6 separate regions of the Mus musculus genome follow, and regions 2, 3, 4, 5 and 6 are each linked to region 1. The links are chromatin contacts, called in public HiChIP or PLAC-seq and promoter capture Hi-C maps. All regions are on one chromosome and are shown on one strand. The core of a region is the stretch at or near the end of the contact, and the rest is flanking DNA. Distances in the headings are between cores, read along the strand shown. Region 1 holds the start of Epha2 (Eph receptor A2). Region 2 holds the start of Crocc (ciliary rootlet coiled-coil, rootletin). Region 3 holds the start of Spen (spen family transcription repressor). Region 4 holds the start of Necap2 (NECAP endocytosis associated 2). Region 5 holds the start of Szrd1 (SUZ RNA binding domain containing 1). Region 6 holds the start of Zbtb17 (zinc finger and BTB domain containing 17).

What was found. HiChIP or PLAC-seq counts read pairs in DNA pulled down with a chosen protein or histone mark. Capture Hi-C pulls out chosen DNA fragments and counts their contacts.
Region 2: a contact with region 1 is called in a promoter capture Hi-C map of pancreatic islet. The contact joins the promoter of Crocc here to the promoter of Epha2 in region 1. A contact is called at or near these places in 2 of 39 promoter capture datasets (liver and pre-B cells), 2 of 115 datasets of contacts at active chromatin or transcription factors (bone marrow-derived macrophages and pancreatic cancer cells) and 1 of 9 other capture datasets (pancreatic islet).
Region 3: a FOXA1 HiChIP or PLAC-seq map of pancreatic cancer cells shows a contact between it and region 1. The contact joins the promoter of Spen here to the promoter of Epha2 in region 1. A contact is called at or near these places in 10 of 39 promoter capture datasets (the 3T3-L1 cell line, cranial neural crest, embryonic stem cells and 5 more), 3 of 484 Hi-C or Micro-C datasets (embryonic stem cells and nephron progenitors) and 7 of 115 datasets of contacts at active chromatin or transcription factors (embryonic stem cells, epiblast stem cells, extraembryonic endoderm stem cells and 3 more).
Region 4: an HNF4G HiChIP or PLAC-seq map of pancreatic cancer cells shows a contact between it and region 1. The contact joins the promoter of Necap2 here to the promoter of Epha2 in region 1. A contact is called at or near these places in 2 of 39 promoter capture datasets (liver and pre-B cells), 2 of 115 datasets of contacts at active chromatin or transcription factors (embryonic stem cells and pancreatic cancer cells) and 4 of 9 other capture datasets (adipose tissue, liver, macrophages and 1 more).
Region 5: an H3K4me3 HiChIP or PLAC-seq map of embryonic stem cells shows a contact between it and region 1, with 37 read pairs. The contact joins the promoter of Szrd1 here to the promoter of Epha2 in region 1. A contact is called at or near these places in 6 of 39 promoter capture datasets (3T3-L1-derived adipocytes, cranial neural crest, liver and 2 more), 5 of 484 Hi-C or Micro-C datasets (Sertoli cells, cardiomyocytes, embryonic stem cells and 2 more), 7 of 115 datasets of contacts at active chromatin or transcription factors (bone marrow-derived macrophages, embryonic stem cells, extraembryonic endoderm stem cells and 1 more) and 3 of 9 other capture datasets (adipose tissue, liver and pancreatic islet).
Region 6: a promoter capture Hi-C map of liver shows a contact between it and region 1. The contact joins the promoter of Zbtb17 here to the promoter of Epha2 in region 1. A contact is called at or near these places in 1 of 39 promoter capture datasets (liver), 3 of 115 datasets of contacts at active chromatin or transcription factors (embryonic stem cells and memory CD8 T cells) and 2 of 9 other capture datasets (adipose tissue and liver).

The regions. Positions count from the first base shown.
Region 1 is chr4:141,299,686-141,302,597 of GRCm38.p6, reverse strand. Epha2 (Eph receptor A2) reads right to left here and starts at 1,377. Exons shown (of 17, transcript NM_010139.3): 1 at 1,164-1,377. The coding sequence starts at 1,245.
Region 2 is chr4:141,052,137-141,055,048 of GRCm38.p6, reverse strand. It overlaps Crocc (ciliary rootlet coiled-coil, rootletin), which reads left to right and starts at 1,388. Exons shown (of 37, transcript NM_172122.2): 1 at 1,388-1,529; 2 at 1,958-2,099. The coding sequence starts at 1,470.
Region 3 is chr4:141,537,106-141,540,017 of GRCm38.p6, reverse strand. It overlaps Spen (spen family transcription repressor), which reads left to right and starts at 1,421. Exons shown (of 16, transcript NM_019763.2): 1 at 1,421-1,854. The coding sequence starts at 1,772. It overlaps Gm4123 (predicted gene 4123), which reads right to left. Exons shown (of 2, transcript NR_166589.1): 2 at 2,601-2,912.
Region 4 is chr4:141,076,999-141,079,910 of GRCm38.p6, reverse strand. It overlaps Necap2 (NECAP endocytosis associated 2), which reads left to right and starts at 1,554. Exons shown (of 8, transcript NM_025383.4): 1 at 1,554-1,698. The coding sequence starts at 1,607.
Region 5 is chr4:141,138,336-141,141,247 of GRCm38.p6, reverse strand. It overlaps Szrd1 (SUZ RNA binding domain containing 1), which reads left to right and starts at 1,452. Exons shown (of 4, transcript NM_001025608.2): 1 at 1,452-1,556. The coding sequence starts at 1,506.
Region 6 is chr4:141,443,293-141,446,204 of GRCm38.p6, reverse strand. Zbtb17 (zinc finger and BTB domain containing 17) reads right to left here and starts at 1,532. Exons shown (of 16, transcript NM_009541.2): 1 at 1,403-1,532. Gm42337 reads left to right here. Exons shown (of 4, transcript XM_030253993.1): 3 at 1,022-1,612; 4 at 1,901-2,219. The coding sequence ends at 1,968.

The DNA.
Region 1 (2,912 bases), core at 128-2,627:
TAACTCTCCACCCTTCAAGAGCTCCAGTCTGGCCTTTTACCCTCCCAACGTGGAAGGCGAAAAGAATAAGGAAACTTCTCACCCCAAAGGGTTCCTCTGCGCTTCACCCCCCGACCCCTAGCTGGAGTCGGCAGAAGACTTGCTATGCCCAAAAGCAGAGAAAAGTTTTTGCTGTGGGAAACGGAAGCCAGCTAGCTCCGGCTGGGTAGACAGGAAGATCCTCGGCCAAGGGCAGGGCAGGAATTCCCACCCTCTCGGAGACCCTAGCTGAGGGACAACGCCCCCAAGCACACCCCCGGCTGCGGCCTTGAGCAAAGGCAACCTGTGCGGGCCCCCTCACCTTGCGTGGCTCCAAGACGCTGGGGCGGGGGCAGGTGATTCACTCCCCCACCTCCAGGTGCCTGGGCTCCCCGTGGCCCCGAGATGACGGCTCCACACCGCGGGAAGCCGCAACCCCACCTGCCGCATTTCCTCCTTCTGAGTCACCCCTTGCTCAGAACACTTGACTTTGGGACTTCCTGTACTCGCTCCCAGCCCTTAACCTGTCTCCCGAACCTGGGAGGGCAGCTTGGGAAGGAGGGAAGGTGTGAGTGGCCGGGGCTGACCCCAGGCGCTCCCAATGCTGGCCCAAAGGACCCCAGTGAAAAATCGGATGGGGCGTAGAGAGACTCTTTTGCTTGGTGCAGGGCACCGAGAGGACCCCTCCCCAAAAAGCAGGGCCTGCATCCAAATGCCTTCCGCGAGAAATCGGGGCAGATGATGAGTTAAGTGAACTCGGGTTACTAAGAGGCTGATCGCCGGGAAAACCCTACTGAGCGTCCTTTCCTCTGAGGGACCGAGAGCGCCCTGCGGGGGTCCCGCTCCAGAAGCCGCCACAGGGCTGAAACCGCGTGGCGGGCGCCGCGTCCCCCTTCCCGCGGCCTCCGAGCCCTGCGCGCCCCAGCCGAGATCCCTTAGTTCCAGAGAACCTAGGATCTCAGGGTATGGATCCCCAAGATCGTTCCGGACCGCAGCCCGCGCGCTCTGCCTAACCTTGCGCACTGAGACCCAGCAGCCATAAGTCAGTTTCCAAAGGTGCGTCCCAGAGAGGAGGCTGGGGCGCCCGGGGTCCCATGTCCCGGAGTCCCTGCTAGGCTGCGGCCACCGACCGCGTAGACACTCACCTTCCTTTCCCTGTGCCGCCGCGGCCGCCAGCGCGCAACCCCACAGCAGCGCCAGGCAGAAACCGACTGCCCGGAGCTCCATGCCGCACCCCTCGCTCCCCGCGATCCCTGCTGTCCGCACGCCGGTCTCGGTGCCCCAATCCTGCCCGCCCGCCGACAGAGACAACTTCTACCCTCCTGCTCCAAGTCCTTAATGGAAGTTGGGTGAGAACCCGCTCCTGTTCATTCATGCCCTGCGCTGACGTCACCGAAACCACGCCCTCAGGAATGTCTTTAAAGGGGCCGGACTGACACCCTGACTAGAGGGCGGGGAAGCCAGAGGGAAGTTGGGGTTGGGGGGGAGGTCAGGAATTTGGGGAGGATTGAGGGGGCCAGTGCGTGGGCCTTCGTGTGCAAACCTTGAGGAGATTTCTCATTTCAAAGCGCCACCAGGGTTAGTGTCCAAATATGTGGAATGAATTTGTGCCTACTCTCCCCTTTTGCCCTTGGGCTTCAAGATGTGAATTGTAAATCTGAGAAGTAGAAGCTTCCGTAGCAAAGGGCCTCAAAAAACCAAAAAATAGAAAAAGAAAAAGAACAAGAACAAGAACTCCTGATAACACACACACACACACACACACACACACACAAACACACATACACACTTGCTCCTGAGTCCCCCAGAAGATATGCCACACCCAGGAAGGTCCTCTAAGCTGTGTACCAAGAGTAGTGCCTCTGGGAACATGTCAGACATGCAGGTGTCTTCACTTTAGAGTGGAGGGCTTAAGATAAGGTTCCAAGGTACCCTAGGATACCCAAAGGCTGCACAACTCAACAGTCACAGACAAGTCACAGGACTTGAAGCTGGGCCCTGACCTGCTTTAACCACTTCCATTTGGGGACCCAGCACACACCCTCATGGGTAACTCTTGACCTCTGCCTCTGAACTCCAACAGAACACCCTTGTCCCCTGATCCCTGGGTGACAGAATGAGATTACGTTTTGATACCTTGGGGATGTCTGCCTCCTACCCACCCTTCCTCTGCCAAGGTTCCTCAAATCTGAGTTCATCTCTTCTCTTGGCGTCTAGAGTCAGTGAAACAAACGGATGTGAAGTGAACCAGGCAGCCAGTCCAGTCACCCACAACTGCCTGTTGCTCTGTTACCATTTGGCCAGTGGAAAGGGAACAGCTGTAGCAGGCTTGGTTCTCCGTGGACCTTTCTGCCCACCTCCTAGTCCCTGGCCTTCCTCTCTGTGACTCCCCAGTCCCTGGTCATCCTGGCCCATATTATACAACTCTGGTACCAGGTGCTCCTCCTGGGGTCCTACCCACCAGCTTGGCCTTGGCGCCTGTTTCTGAGAAACGGGTTCAGACATTTCCCCTGGAGGGGGAGAGAAAGGGTTAATTATAGGTGTTGGGGTTAATTAAAGCCTTTGATCAGGGATGGATGATGGGAGAGAAGGCTATGTCTTCTGAGAAGGAGAGTGGCTGGACATGTATGTGTGAGCATGTTTGGATGAAGTACCGGAGCATCTGAGCTGGGTCATAAGGGTTAGTGTATGGGAATCCGTGAGCGACTTGTGTGTTATATCGAGCGTGGACGTGTTGATGTGTATGCAAGTGTGTGCTCCAGTGTGAGAGGACCTGTGTGTACCTGAGTGTGCCACAGGCCTCTCAGCAGCGGGGAGCACAGAGGAGGGGGCAGCAGTCAAAGTCTGGACAAATCAGTCTGCTCCTCTGAGCCTCCCCGTGCTCCCTGGGGACA
Region 2 (2,912 bases), core at 139-2,638, 250 kb after region 1:
ATTCTCTGGCTTCTTCTGTCCTGTGTCTAGCTTGTACTCTCTTCAGCTTGTGTCTGTACAACTCTCCCGGTAAAACGTCCTCTCTCCCCTTCTCTCTCTGCGCTGCTCTCTTTGGTAGCCTCCAGACCTCCATAGCAGCTTGGGGGCGCCTACCTTCTTGTCCAGGTGTACATTGGAAACATATGCAGTACGGATTCCTTAGTTGGGAAGAAGCGATCCAGTCTGGACTAAAGTGTGTGTATGCAGCGCCTACCGCATCCTTCTCTCTGACTTGGATACCGCAGCAGGTCTTGAAGACCAAGGGGCCTGGCTTTGCCCTTTAGGCATTTTGGGGAGTCTGCTTGGTCTAAGGGGAGGTGAGCTTCAGGCTTACACTTCTTCATAGTGTGTCACCTTGAATAGGTGAGTCCTCCACCCCTCTGAGCCTTGTTTTGCTCATCCGGAAATAGGCTGATAGGAGGACTAGATGAATTTGACACACCCTAGAACTCAGGAACCTGGAGAGTAGAAACCAGCAGGTAAGTGCTAAAGTGAGCTGCTATGAGCTTAGCCTTGCCCTGTGTGTTTCTGAACCCCTCCCTGCTTTCAGCACCCTTCAGTTCCCTCAAAGACCCTACTCTCGTTTACAGATAGGGAAACTGAGGCCAGGAGAGGTAATTTATCCAGGACCATACTGCTAACACATGGCAGGCCATCGACTCCGGGTCCTTACCATTGTGCCACACAGCCTCCTTGCTTCTGGGAGGGAAACTGCTCTCAGACTTTGGGGGCCCAGGGACTGTGCACGTTGAGTTTTCTCCTGAGTGAAGACAATGTTTACCCAGTGTTCCCTGGGTGAACTGGCACCCAGTTATGTGCTGTGGACGGGCAGATGCTTTGCTCCCAGGAGCTCAATGGTGCCAGCTCTGACACAGGAGGATGCTGGGACACAGCCGGGGGCGGGGCTTGGACCGGCTCAGTTCCTAGTCTTGTCTGAGCGCCTGCTTTCTTTGCTTCCAACCTGTAGTGCACAAGCATCTCCCTGCCTAGCAGCAGGCTGTAAATAGGTTCTGAGCAGACCACGTGAGCTCGCCCGTTCCGGGTCAGAGAAGATGCTCTGTGAGCTAGGGACTCTGGCCTCGGGCAGCCGGGCTTGTAAGGCTGCAGTGCCCACAGACTGGGGAGGGAGGAGGGAGTGGGGAACACTGTTCCCTACCATTCATGGTCTCCTCCCTGAGTGCTGTCTGGGCCCTCCCTCCTCATGCACCTCTGATTCCTGCTGCTCTTCCCCTCCTCTCCCTTCTGAGTCCCTCCCCACCCCCTGCGTAGTCACGTGGGGGCACCATCGGATTTAAGCTTAATCTGCCGGGCTGCTCAGCCCAGCAGCCTGGCATTGGTGTGTTAGTGCGTTGGTGCATGTAGCTGAGACGCTCTTCGACCTCTGTACTTTGAGGAGGGGGGCTGTGGAGTGCCCACAGACCCCCCTCTCCATGAGCCTGGGGCTGGCAGGATCTCTGCAGGCTCAGCTGGCACTGGAGATTGTGATCCAGGTGGGTCCGGAGGGCCGGGCCGTGTCCACCCTGTCCAGGGGCAGAGCAGGGCAGAAGAACCGACCTTGTAGTAGTGGTGAGAGGTGGTGAGTGGAGGGAAGTGTGGGGAAGTGTGCGAGGGTTGCAGTTTGCAGGTCAGGGGGCCACACAGGCCAGTGCTGGGACTCCTTAATCTCAGTGCACAGTAGTGGGGGAAGGGCCCCTCGTGGACTTTAGGGATTACTGGCCTCTGGCACAGCAAGATCCTCCTACCTTCTCTGCCCTTCAGGTCCTGCTGGGGCCCAGCGCTAGGAGAGACACTGAGCAGGCGCTCTCTGCAGTTTACCCTTGTTTCCTAGTTTCTCTAGGACTTGGGCCACAGGATTTGCCCAACTCTCAGGCCAGGAAGTCAGGGGTCTAGGATCCCTGAAAACTCTCTCTTCTCACAGTCTCTGGAGAACTGTGTTCTGGGACCAAACCAAGAGAAGAGCCTGAGTGTGCAGAACCGGGTCCAGGACTTCCAGGGAGCCAGCCTGCTTGTCTGCGCCAGGGAGGTCATCGCCAGCAACCTCTCCCGGCCTGAGACCCCAGGTACCACCTCCCTACCCTGTCCAGGTCCTTCTCCCTTCTCAGCAGCAGGGACACAGATGGTGCTGCTGTGTAGTGTAGTGCTGTGTGTGTGTGTGTGTGTGTCGGTAAGCGTGCACACACGTGCGCGAATACATGTATGTTGTAATGTGTGGCTCATACACACGTGTGTACAGGTACATTTCCTGTGAGCACGAGGATGACAAAGAAGTGCTCTGGTGTTCTCCACCGCTTCCCTTACCTCAGGATCTCGCACAGCTTGGAGCTAGGCTGCCAGCCAGCAAGTCCTACTGATTTTCTCGGCTCTTTGCCAAGTCGCTTTTGGGTTACAGGTGCCCGAGGGGCCATGCCCAGCTTTGTACATGGGTGCTGGGATTTGAACTTAGATACTCATGCTTGTGTGTAGCAAGTGCCCTAATGTGCTGATCCACGTGCTCAGCCCCAGACCCTACTCCTTGAATGCACATAGGGAGACAGGCACAGCTCTGTGATGAAGGAGCCTCCAGAGCCTGAGATGCAATTATTTTATTTACTCCCCATGTGGCACAGCTTTAAGAGAGGGCGGGGCTAGCCCTTTCCACTCATTGCTTCAGATTTGAACACCAGATACTGAATTTTCTACCGGAGATGGTGTGAGCTGTCTGAGGCTAAGGGATGGGGTTGGGGCCAGCTCAGACCAGGCTCTTATAGGGGCTTAAAAAGCACAAAAGCTGCCGGCCACAGGTCCTCCTGGGGTGCAGCATGCATAACTTGGTTGTGCAGCCTGAGTGCCTGGACATAAGGCCAGCTGGTTCGTTAGTGGTATGGCTGCTGTTA
Region 3 (2,912 bases), core at 172-2,671, 240 kb before region 1:
ATATATATATATACATATATACAGACACACACACACATATATATCAAGATATATATATATATATATATACATATATACAGACACACACACACACATATATATATCAAGATATATTATATACATATAAACTTAGGCTATATGGCAGACTAAAATGAACAAATAATAAAAAATAAACCCTAGTACTTTTTATGGAACAAAAGAAACAATTATGTGACCCCAAATATTATTGCTATTATTTATGATTTTTTTCCAATTCAAAATACTGCCTGTTCGGTTGGTGAAGTTATATGGTAGCCGAGGTCTACAGTCTCAGTCCTGAGAGGTGGGCACAAAACTAGAAGTGTGAGACTAGCCTGAGCTATATAAGACCCTTTCTCAAAAATATAAACAGTGGCTCTGGAAGACCCTTTCAAATTAAGCCAAACAAAGAAAACACTACCAAGAACTGGGAATGTAGCCTAGTGATATATTAACACACCTTGTTGGACGCGGGCGAGGTCCTTAGGTAGAACCCTAATTTGTGTGTACTGCACACTTTGTAGACCCTAAGGGCACAACGAAACAAAAAGTGTAGGCTGTACCCGAAGCACCATTTTATTTTTGTGTATGAAAAATTAAAGTATGAGTTGCTGACGGTTTTAATGAGTTAAGATTTTTTTTTTCTGTTACTCCACAGTGGCCTTTTGCGGTTTTATCTTTCTGAAAGCCGGCCTTACATGAAAGGTCAACTGCCAGTTTCAAAAGTCTGGAAGGGCCGGAGGTCTAATACTCTCTGTTTAAAAAACCAACTATTCCAAACCTTCCGAGGGGAAACAGTATGGAATGTCTGTATCCTTTCAGCTTTAATTCTTGTGTGTACTGTAATCATGAGCAAAGACATCTTGCAGAAGGTTTCGCAAGCTCCTATATAAAAAGTTGCTTAATGTTACAAGCCAATGATTCTTGGGAGGGATGGGTTTCTCTGCAGCGCTGGTCCCTTGTCTGGGCGGTGAAAAGGGTGGCCTGGTCCCGACCACTTTCCCAAGCAGGCGGGGAATCTAGGCGTCCGGAAATGGTCAGGGGCGGGCCGTAGGGCAGACAGGCATAGGGACTTTGGCCTCTAGAAACCTCTTGGCGTGGAAACTAACCGGGTTCTCTTGTGTTTCCCCAGAGCAACGCCTGACCGCAGGCAGAAGCGGCCCCATCCTCCCCCACCCCGACGCCTCCGGCGGCCGGCCTCCCGGCCTCCGGCGCGCCTGCGCACTAAGCTGACTGCGCGGGCGCCGCTTCCCGGCTCCGCATTCCTCCCCCTTCCGAGCTCCGCGCGCCTGCGCGCCGGCTGGGAGGCCCTCCGCGTCGGGGCGGGAGGACGCGCGCGCGCCCGCGGCCAGGGGGCGGTGGCCAGGCGGCGGGAGGCGGGCCGCGCGCGCCGGTGGGAAGCGTCCGGCAGCCACAGCGCCGGCTCCGTCGTAGTCGCGGCCGCCCGGGTCTCGCTCGCCCCTCCTCCCGCTCCCCCGCCCGCCGCCGCCCGCGCGCATGCGCCGCCGGAGCGCGAGGGTCGGCTTCGGGTGTTTGGTGGCGGCAGAGCGGAGCTGCGAGGCCCGAGAGTCAGAACCTGGGGGAGAGGGATGGTCTCTGCACCGGGGGGAGCCGGAGGAGCCGCCGCCGCTGCCGACGCCACCGCCGCAGCCGCCGCCGCCGCCGCCCCGGCGCCCGCCTCCCTGCGCTGACGGCCGCGTACGAAGCCGGCGAGGGGGAGCCAGCCACCGCGGTCGCCGGCACACCGCCCAGCATGGTCCGGGAAACCAGGCACCTCTGGGTGGGAAACTTACCGGAGAACGTGCGGGAAGAGAAGATCATCGAGCATTTCAAACGGTGAGTGACACGAGGCCCGGAGCCGCGCTGGCACCTCGGGCGCCTCTCCGGCCCGTTGCTGGCCACCGGCAGAGCGGCGACGCGCGGCTGGCTCCGGCGCTCTGGGCGGGCGGCTGCTGTGCGGCCACCGAAGGAGCGGGAGCGCTGGGGGGCTGCGGGATCGCCTTTTTGCGCGCCGCCTCGCAGTCCAGCGCGACTGGCCGGGGCCCCGAGCGCCCGCAGAGCCCGGGCTGTGCGGACGCCGCAGCCGCGCTTGGCATCGTGCGGCACCGGGAGGTGGCAGGCACCCGGAGCAGTGGCCGCTCTCCGGAGATTCGTGCAGCGGCGGATGCTTCAGCTCTCTGCGCGGCTGGGCGGAGCGGGCTGCCTGGCGCTCGGCGGCGGCTAAATGGGCTGCCCGTGTCCCGGAGCTCGCGGGGAAGGGAGCGCGAACGCCAAGCTTGGCGCTGCGGATGCATTCCCGCGCCGCGCTGGTGACCGAGCGTTTTTTTTTTTTGTTTTTGTTTGTTTGTTGTTTTTTTTTTTTTTACAATAGACCCTTCACCTCGAATTCGTTAGTGAAGTAGCCAAAAAGTGCAAAATTTTAGCGATTAGGTATGACTTTTCGGTTTCTCTAAATACTTTTTGCTTGTGGAAGGAAAAGAAGTAAATGCTGCTTTTCATACCCGTTGGTAGCATTTAGCGCTTATTTGCTCCCAGAAACGCGTGTCCGGGTAACTGGTAGAGGCCTCAGCATGCAACCCCACTTACAATGAGAATTTATTCATACTTTCCGCACATTGAGAAAGAACGTAGCAAATCTGCGATCGCCTGTGGAAATTCACTTCTCCTGATATCCAATACCCTGGAAGGTTCCAAGTTGGGCGTACTCTGAATTCCCACTATCCAGTCGGTGCAGGGAATATAATTAGGAGAAGGAACGTCCTCACATTAGAGTCAACCTGGGAAAATGGGTTGTGTCGCCCGGTCTAGAACCTCTTTGGTGAGGCCTGGGAAGCGTGAGCGCCTTCCTTTCTCTCTCTCTGATGGAGGGCCATTGATTCTGTTGGCCGTTGCTC
Region 4 (2,912 bases), core at 305-2,804, 220 kb after region 1:
CAAAGCTCACCCCCAATAATATACTTCCTCCAAAAGGCCACACCCACTCCAAGGCCACACCTCCTAGTTCCTCTCAAGTAGTGCCAATTCCTAATGACCAAGCATTCAAAATTATGAGCCTATGGGGGCCATTCCCATTCAGACCACCACAGTGATGAAAAAATAGTTATAAACCGAGGCATTAGCCCGGCCGTGGTGTCGCACACCTTTAATCCCAGCATTTGGGAGGCAGAGGCGGGCAGATTTCGGAGTTCGAGGCCAGCCTGGTCTACAGAGTGAGTTCCAGGACAGCCAGGACTGCACAGAGAAATCCTGTCTCGAAAAACCAAAAAACTGAGCCAGGCGTGGTGGCACACGCCTTTAATCCCAGCACTCGGGAGGCAGAGGCAGGTGGATTTCTGAGTTTGAGGCCAGCCTGGTCTACAAAATGAGTTCCAGGACAGCCTGGGCTACACAGAGAAACCCTGTCTCAAAAAAAACCAACAAAAACAAAAAACCCAAAAAATCAACAAAACAAAACAAACATCAAACCGAGGCATTTTTCAAACCGTTGGTGGAGACCTCAGGCAGGTGAGTCACCGCAAAGCCGGGAAACATCATTTATGGCCCTTACTTGCTATCTGATGACATTCTTAGCCTTTATTGGTGAAAGCTGGCATTTGTACCTTCCAAAGGATTTACCTAATAGTCACAAGGATCTTAGGTCACATACAGAGGTGGCCAATAAATGGCTATTTAGAGGGTCAAGATAACTCAAAATCAATTCGCCTCCCAATCTGCCTTATTCTAGCTTTTCACAAGTGATCAACCTCGTGGAAGGATTAGGAGGTGTGTCCTCGTTGGAAAAGCTGTGATGGGGGTTTGGTCTTTGAGTTTTCCAAAAGCCCGTATCAGGCCCGGGTCACTGTCGTCCGTGCTCCCCTTCCTCCCGCCCCATCCCTGTGTGCTGTGGCCCTTCCACCCCCACCAGGATCATGACGTACAGCTCTCAGCTGCTTCTCTGGTATCACGCCTGCCTGCATGCCGCCATGCTCTCCCGCATGCTAATCATGGACTAAGCCTCTGAAACTGTAAGCAAGCCCCCAATGAAAGGATTTCTTTTTGTAAGTGTTGCCTTGGTCATAGTGTCTCTTCACAGCAAAGACAACCAGGAACTTTGGTTCACAACTTTGATTTGTACTCCTGTTGCGCTAAGCCACTGGGGCCTTGCGCACATAGTAGGTTATAAAAAGTTGTGGAGCGAGATTCCTCCAGAAGCCTCTGAGAACCTTCTGGGATTGGCGGGGACAAGGACATTCCGTCAGAAGGGCAGGGCTGCAGGGTATCTTGCATATCAGCCACCCTGGTCTAGGGTATAGAGTTTGAACTACAACCAGGTTCGGGATTAGGCTCAGATCAGCGGCATCTCGAGCTTCTCAGGTCCCACAGCAGCAGAGAGCAATCGCTTCACGGTCTGATCTGAGGCGCCCGGCAGAGGGCACTCGGGAGCGATCGGGGGGTCCCCCGGAGCTTCCGCTCTAGACAGAACTTGGTCATAGAGTCGCATCACTTCCGGTCCTGAAGGGGCGGGGAGAAGCCGGAAGTCCCGAGGGCTCGGGCGATAGAGATGGAGGAGAGTGAGTACGAGTCTGTTCTGTGTGTCAAGCCGGAGGTCCACGTCTACCGCATCCCGCCGCGGGCCACCAACCGTGGTTACAGGTGACCGTTCCTGGCTTAATCTTCCCGTCCCCCGCCCCGGCATGCACTGCGGGGGACGAGGACCGGTTGTCGGGTTTAGGGGCGGAAAGGATGGAGCCCTGTGGCTACTTTAATCGGGGCCAGACTTAGGAGGGGTCGCTGGCCCTGAGCCGTCAGCGGGACGCCGGCAACGGTCGCAGCCAGCTCCTGGGGACCCGAGAGCGCAGTGGGTTCCCTCGGCGGGGTCTACGGGTCGTGTCACAGCGCTAACCGACAGTCGTGACGGGATCCCAGAAAACCCTGCCACCCGCGGAAATCCCCGCCGGGAGGGCACGGGAGGGAACCCGGCCATCTGGGGGACCCGTCCCACGAAGCCCAGGGACGCTGTTCCTATCTCCGGCTCTCCTGACCCCAGTTTCACCCCTGATCACAACATACTTGCAGCTGGGAGGATACCGCCGCCCTTGTCTTGAGTGAGCGTCACCTGAGGCAAATAAACTCAAATGCCTGTAAACACACGGAGTGTCTCCGGAAGGGAACCCAGGACTCTAGTCTAGGAGAGGAGACACAAAGTTGGACACCTTCCCTAACTGAAAAAGATGAAAAATACGTGGTGTGTCCTGTGCCCTGTGGTGGGGTGTTGCTACTTAGGCTGGGTGGCTCTCGAAGGCGATGGGTGTCTGAGTTGTTTGGAAACAGGTCGTCGGGTACCACAAATGTGTTGGAGGGCCAACTCCATCTGCCCTTTGCGCTATGTAACACAGGCTCATAACATTTTCTGAATGGGTATCTTAGAACACTTAACTGTGTCGGTGCGATGATTTTAAAATAATATTAAAATGACAAGAATGGAGGTCAGCAAGCTACAGCTGCCTGTGCTTGCTTTTGCGTGTCTGGGTGTGGTGCGGGTGCATGCAGAAGCCACAGGAGTTCCAGCCAGTGTCTTGCTTTTTTCATGTCCGTTGTTCCCTTGAGGTGGCCCCTAACTGAAGCTGGGGTTGGCTGTTTTCATCTAGACTAGGTGTTCAGCAAGCCCAGTGAAACTCCTTTCTCTGCCCCACCCCACACAGTGGAGGGTCTACAGGTAGCTGGAGCCAGACCTGGCTTTTAGGCGCTAGAGATCCAAACTCGGGGCCTCAAGCTTGCTCATCTGCACCGAATCATCTCCACAGCTGTCTCCCTTTCCTTTCTTGTTATCAAACCGGAGATTGGCAGTCTACCCCTATCTGTTGGGT
Region 5 (2,912 bases), core at 203-2,702, 160 kb after region 1:
CCACCCTTCAGCAGTCATACCCATTAGACAGGGTTTCTTTGTGTAGCCCTGGCTGCCCTGGAACTCACTCTGTAGACCAGGCGACTCAGAAATCCACCTGCCTCTGCCTCCCAAGTGCTGGGATTAAACGCGTCCCGGCGACCCCCTTAGAATTTTTAAGGGAAGTCAGATACCGGTTGTGACTCTTCAGTATAATAAGGTGTGTGTGGGAGGAGGGTGGTGGTTGTTGTCTTGTTTCCTTTTGGTTTAATTTTTGAGACAGGGGCTGTCCTAGAACTCATTCTGTAAACTCACAGAGATTCCCCTGCCTCTGCCTCCTGAGTGCTGGATTAAAGGCGAGGGCCAGCACTGCTCAGGCAGTGCCTGCTTCCTAATGCCATGCTTCTCACCATCTTCAGCTGTCTGAGTCTTTTCTTCCTGCTGCCTTAATTCTTTTCTTTCTTTTTTTTAAAGATGTTTTAATTTATTTATCTGTAAGTATACTGATACTGTAGCTGTCTTCAGACACTCCAGATCTCATTACAGATGGTTGGGAGCCATGTGGTTGCTGGGATTTGAACTCAGGACCTCTGTAAGAGCAGGCTGTGCGCTTAACTGCTGAGCCATATCTCCAGCCCAGAGATGCTTTTTTCTTTTTTCCTCTCGAGACAGGGTTTCTCTGTGTAGCCCTGGCTGTCCTGGAACTCACTTTGTAGACCGGGCTGGCCTCCAACTCAGAAATCCGCCTGCCTCTGCCTCCTGAGTGCTGGGATTAAAGGCGTGCGCCACCACGTCCGGCCAAAGATGCTTTTTAATCCTTTCTTTAAGTATAGAAATGTCTCAAGAATGTTGTAAAACAGGGCTGGTGAGATGGCTCAGTGGGTAAGAGCACCCGACTGCTCTTCCAGACTGCTCTTCCAAAGGCCTGGAGTTCAAATCCCAGCAACCACATGGTGGCTCACAACCATCCTAACGAGATCTGATTCCCTCTTCTGGAGTGTCTGAAGACAGCTACAGTGTACTTACATATAAATAAATAAATCTTAGAAAAAAAAAAAAGTATGACTGGTTACCGGGTGTGGTGGCGCACACCTTAAAAAAAAAAAAAAATGCTGTAAAACAAACATGTGACCTGTAGCTTAGAAAAACTTAGACTCACTTTTTTTCTTTTGAGATTCAATTTTTGAAAAAAAAATTAATTTTCAATCATTGCCTGCCCTTAAGAAACGATGGTTCCAAAGCACACAGTTCCCGAACTGGAGCAGGTAACGTCACTTGAACTCTCTCATTCAGTAAACCAGCGAGCGTATTGACCTCATGAAAGATGGAGGCCGATCTGACTTCCCTGCCCTCTTCCAAGATGGCAGACCAGGCGAGTGGAGGACCTGGCCGGGCGCCTCTTCCGGGCTGGGGGAGGGGGCGTGGTCCATTGAGGAAAGCCCTGCGTGCCTCCGCCCGCGACTCAGGCGCGCTTCAAGGCGCAGGCGCGGGGAGGGGTTGGGGGAGGAGGGAAAGCGGCGAGTAAGATGGAAGATGAGGAGGTCGCTGAGAGCTGGGAGGAGGCGGCAGACAGCGGGGTAAGGAGGAGCTGCCGCCCCGCGGTAGGGCTGGGCGGACCTGGCGTGAGGGAAGCCTCCGGGGAGTGGGTCTGGGGAGAGTTTTCCCCAAGGAAGGGTCTCCCACGCCGGGCCGGAGGTGGAAGAGAGGCCCCCGGTCCCGGATCGCCGTGAAGGCCTCTTAAAGGGGCCGCGTTCCATTTCTCTCTCCACCTTTGCCGGGTGCCTCTCCGCCCAGCGGTGTGCGCTTCGCTCTGGGCGCCCCACCTTCTACCCCGGGGCAACTCTCTCTGGTCCCCCGCGCCCTAGGGACCATTTTAAAGTTCTTGAGCTCCGTCTGGTGAGGGAGGGGCTCGGGTGGAGTGCCTGGCTCGGAGGAAGAGCGGGAGGAGGCCCCGAGACAGCGGGGAGCAAGCGACCATGTGTCCTCTGGGACCACTGGGCTCTGGGCCGAAATCCCCCGCCGCTGTGCGCCTTCCGCCGCGGTGAGCGAGCCTGGTTTTTTCTCTTCCTTTCCCTTTTCCTCTTTCAGTTTTAGTCCGAGTTTTCCGGGGATCTCAGCAGAGCTCCCCTAAACTCTGCAAAGCATCTGCTCTTCCCCGGGACCCACCCTAAGATCTGCGCAGTGGGAAGGATCTCGGACTACGTTCTTCTGAGTGGAGGGAAGGGAAAGGAAGAAGGGTGTGATTTGTAAGATAGCCTCATGCCTGCGAGAAGGGGAGATTACCGATCGGTATGATGCGAGTGAGAGTTTTTGCTTGCCCCCAAAAGTTACAGGAAAAGGAAAAATTATCCCAAGTAGGAACTCCTCTATTAGATTCGTGATTCTCGTGGTAATTTCAGAGTTTGAGGTTCGAAGCTAACCCTCGTGGAGACGGAAATGTCTCTTTGGTGACCATGTGTCCGCGCCTGGGCTGGGCCGGGCTGGGCCGGGCCGGGCCGGGCCGGGCTGGGCTGGGCTGGGCTGGGCTCCGCTCCGGTGACATTCACCTCAAAAGTTTATGTGTGGGGAGTCACATATACTAGGATAGAGGAGGAGTTGGGTCTGTCTTCCCCTAGCGCTTCTAACCAGCACAGCAGTGGTGTATCTTCACAGGAATGTTGAAACTTGGCCTCGAAGTTTTTTCCGCTAGTTCAGCATTTCTCGAAAGATTGGTGATGCTTTTCGACTTAGCATTAACGAGCCTTGGAAGGCCTGCTTGGTTCAGCGATTATTTAATAGAGGTTTAAGGTACATTCCCCTTGAATCAAGAAAGTGTGTGTTTGTTTGGTTTTGGTGTTTTTGAGACAAGATCTCTATATAGCCCTGGCTTTTCTGGAATTCACCAGGTAGACCAGGCTGGCCTCAAAATCACAGAGGTCTCCCTGCCTCTGCCT
Region 6 (2,912 bases), core at 283-2,782, 140 kb before region 1:
ACCTCCAAAATTATCTCCTCCCACTCTGCATCTAATCTAAAATTACTCAAGGCCACCCTTACACCTAAATTAGTCTTTTCTCTCTCTCAATTTTGTGTGTGTGTGTTTATGTGTGTGTGTTTCATGAGACAGAGTTTCTCTGTGTAGCCCTGGCTGTCCTAGAACTCTCTCTGTAGCCCAAGCTGGCCTCAAACTCAGAGATCCACCTGTCTGCCTCCCAAATGCCGGGATTAAAGAAGTTCACCACCACCACCCAGCATCTAGCAATCTCTAACTGATTTCAGGCCCACTCCTTTATGCCTCTTCAGCCTGCCTCAACCTGTGATCTTTCTGGTCCACAAACCGGCTTCTTAAATGCCTTCCCATTAACCTAAAAGTTAAAGTGCTGAACTGGGTTTGCAGCATCCCCAAAGACTTCAGCTGAGCCTGCTGACTTTACCACCCACCTCTGACGGAGGAAGAGGAGCTTGAACATTCGTACAGACAACACCTTCAACTTAGGATGCCCTTGTCCTTCTGCCTCACTCCCCCGTGGAACCTTTCGGCTCAGCTTTCTGAAACACGGGGACTCCCTAGGTTCACCTAAACTGTGTACGGTTTCCCAAGTCAGGCTCCCTTCCTGCAGCGCACTGACATCTGGAAAGCCCGTTTCTCTCTCCCACGTGAGTCTCTGAGCTCTGAACGCTGATGCCGGTGATGACACTTAACAGCAGCAAGGGACTTTCCACGCGTTCACGCTCTTAACTGGCCATGCTAGGCCCTGGACAACATACCACGTAACCCCTCACACATCTCAGAAGACAGATTTTATTATAACCCCATTTTAAGGATGAGGATACTGGGGTGGAGAGAGTCTCCGCTTGGAGCTGAGAACCCTAGTCGCACTCGGGGACCCAGTCCGCCCGCACTTCTGCTCTGTCCTCAGATCTGTCAGGGGCGGAGAGAAACGAGGGAAACGGGATGGAGGGATGGTGGGATGGATGACGAGTGAATGAATGAACGGTCTGTGACGGGAGGTCAGTGCGGCTCCCGGTCCGGGACACATCCAGGTCGCCCCCACCAGCCCCGCGCCGCCCCGCACTTCGCCCCCACGCGGCCGCAGCACGCCCACCCGCCGCAGCCGGCGCGCGGGGTCAGGGGGCGGTGACAGCCCGGCGGCGGGGGCGGAGATGCCACCAGCCGCGGTGTCACCCAGCCCGGGAGGCGACTCGCGCCCCGTCGGCCGCGCGGGTGCATGGCCACCCCTCCGGGCCGCTCCCGCCGCCCCGGGGCCCCGCGGCGCCCTCCGCCCGGGCCTCCCCTCCCCCACACAACCGTCCCGGCGTCCCGTGGCCCCGGTCCCCGGCCGCCTCGGGTCCCGCCTCCCGGGACTTCCGGACCGCTGGCGCCGCCCGGGCCTCACCTGCCATGTCCCGAACCCCACCACAGATGGAGGTGCATCACGGCCGCGAGAAGGCCGGGGGCAGCGCTTCACAGCAGACAAAGGGCGCCGCCATGTTAGAACCGGGCGGAACCGACCTCGCTGGCTTCCCGGCTGGGACTTCCGTCGCTGGCGCAGCGCTCGTCCGAGGTGCGCGACCGCCGGCAGGCGCATGCGCCGTGCCAGCCGAAAGTTAGTGCTCTTCTGGAGTTGGACCTCTTTTAACCCTTGTTTTCCGGCTCCACAGAGAGCTGCCGGGACACTTGCTGTGCACCGGACTCTGTGTTAAGCTCTTTACTGTTTATTGTCTCATTGCTCACACGATACAACCGAGTTCTTTCTCCTCTCTTTGGGAGGAGTGAAAACTTAGGTGCAAAAGGATTACTCAAACATCTTTGTGACAAAGGAAAGATGTGGACCTACTTGTGACTCCCTTTATGGTTTTGGTAATTTTATTTATTTGTTTGTTTGTTGTATTAGGGATCAAACCCAGCAACTCGGACTGGGTAAATAAATTACTCAGTGGCCTGTTGGGAGCCGACTCCTAGCAGAAAGCGGCTGTCATCTCTGCAGCCATCTCGGGCTATTTACTTACAAGTTGGTACTTTTCCACCCTGACAAGAGACTTGTTTTCCTACCATGATGTTTTTGCAAGAAGCCCACCACAGCTGAACACACTCTGATAACATCTTGTTTTTCTCTTACATATCCTGGATTTGTGGTTAAGTATCTCCTGCCATACTCCCAGCAAGTGCATATATACCCATAGTTGCCTTCCAATAAATGAGATTTGATCAGATAGCCTGTCTTGTCTCCATTCTTCGCGTCTCTTGCCCCTGTCCCCACTCTCTCTCTCTCAGACCCTGTTTACTGACCCGCGGGCCAGGTCAGTGGCACAAGTGCTTGCTTGCTACACAAGCTCTATCTTGAAAACCACGGTAAAAGCCAGGGGGCTGGCAGGAGAGATAGCTCAGAGGTTAAGGACACTTTTGCTCTTGTAGAGAACTTGGCTTCGATTCCCGGCACCCACATGGTGACTCCAATTTCAAGAGATCTGATGCCTTCTGCTATTTGCAGGAATTAGACATACATACAAGCATGCAGGCAAAATACTCATAGAATTTAAGTAAACATTAAATAAATAATAGTAATAAAATCTAGGAGTGGTGCATTCTGTAATCCCAGGGATTTATTGGCCAGTCAACCTATCGTATGGAAACCTCAGGCTTCAGTGTCCTGAAGGTTGGAAATTAGATTAGAACTAAAGATGTAGGTCAGTGGTAAAATACTAGCCTAGCATGACTGAGAATGCAGGCTCCATTCCCAGGGAGGAAGTGATATGGGAAGGGCATGAAGAAGGTCAGGGCTGGCAGCCAGGGTGGGTTTGTATTTAATTACTATGCCAGGACTGCAGAATATTAACTGTTATTTATAATTTCACTGAAAACTCTTCAAAGAACAAAGACTTAGCTGAGTGTGATGCACACCTTAA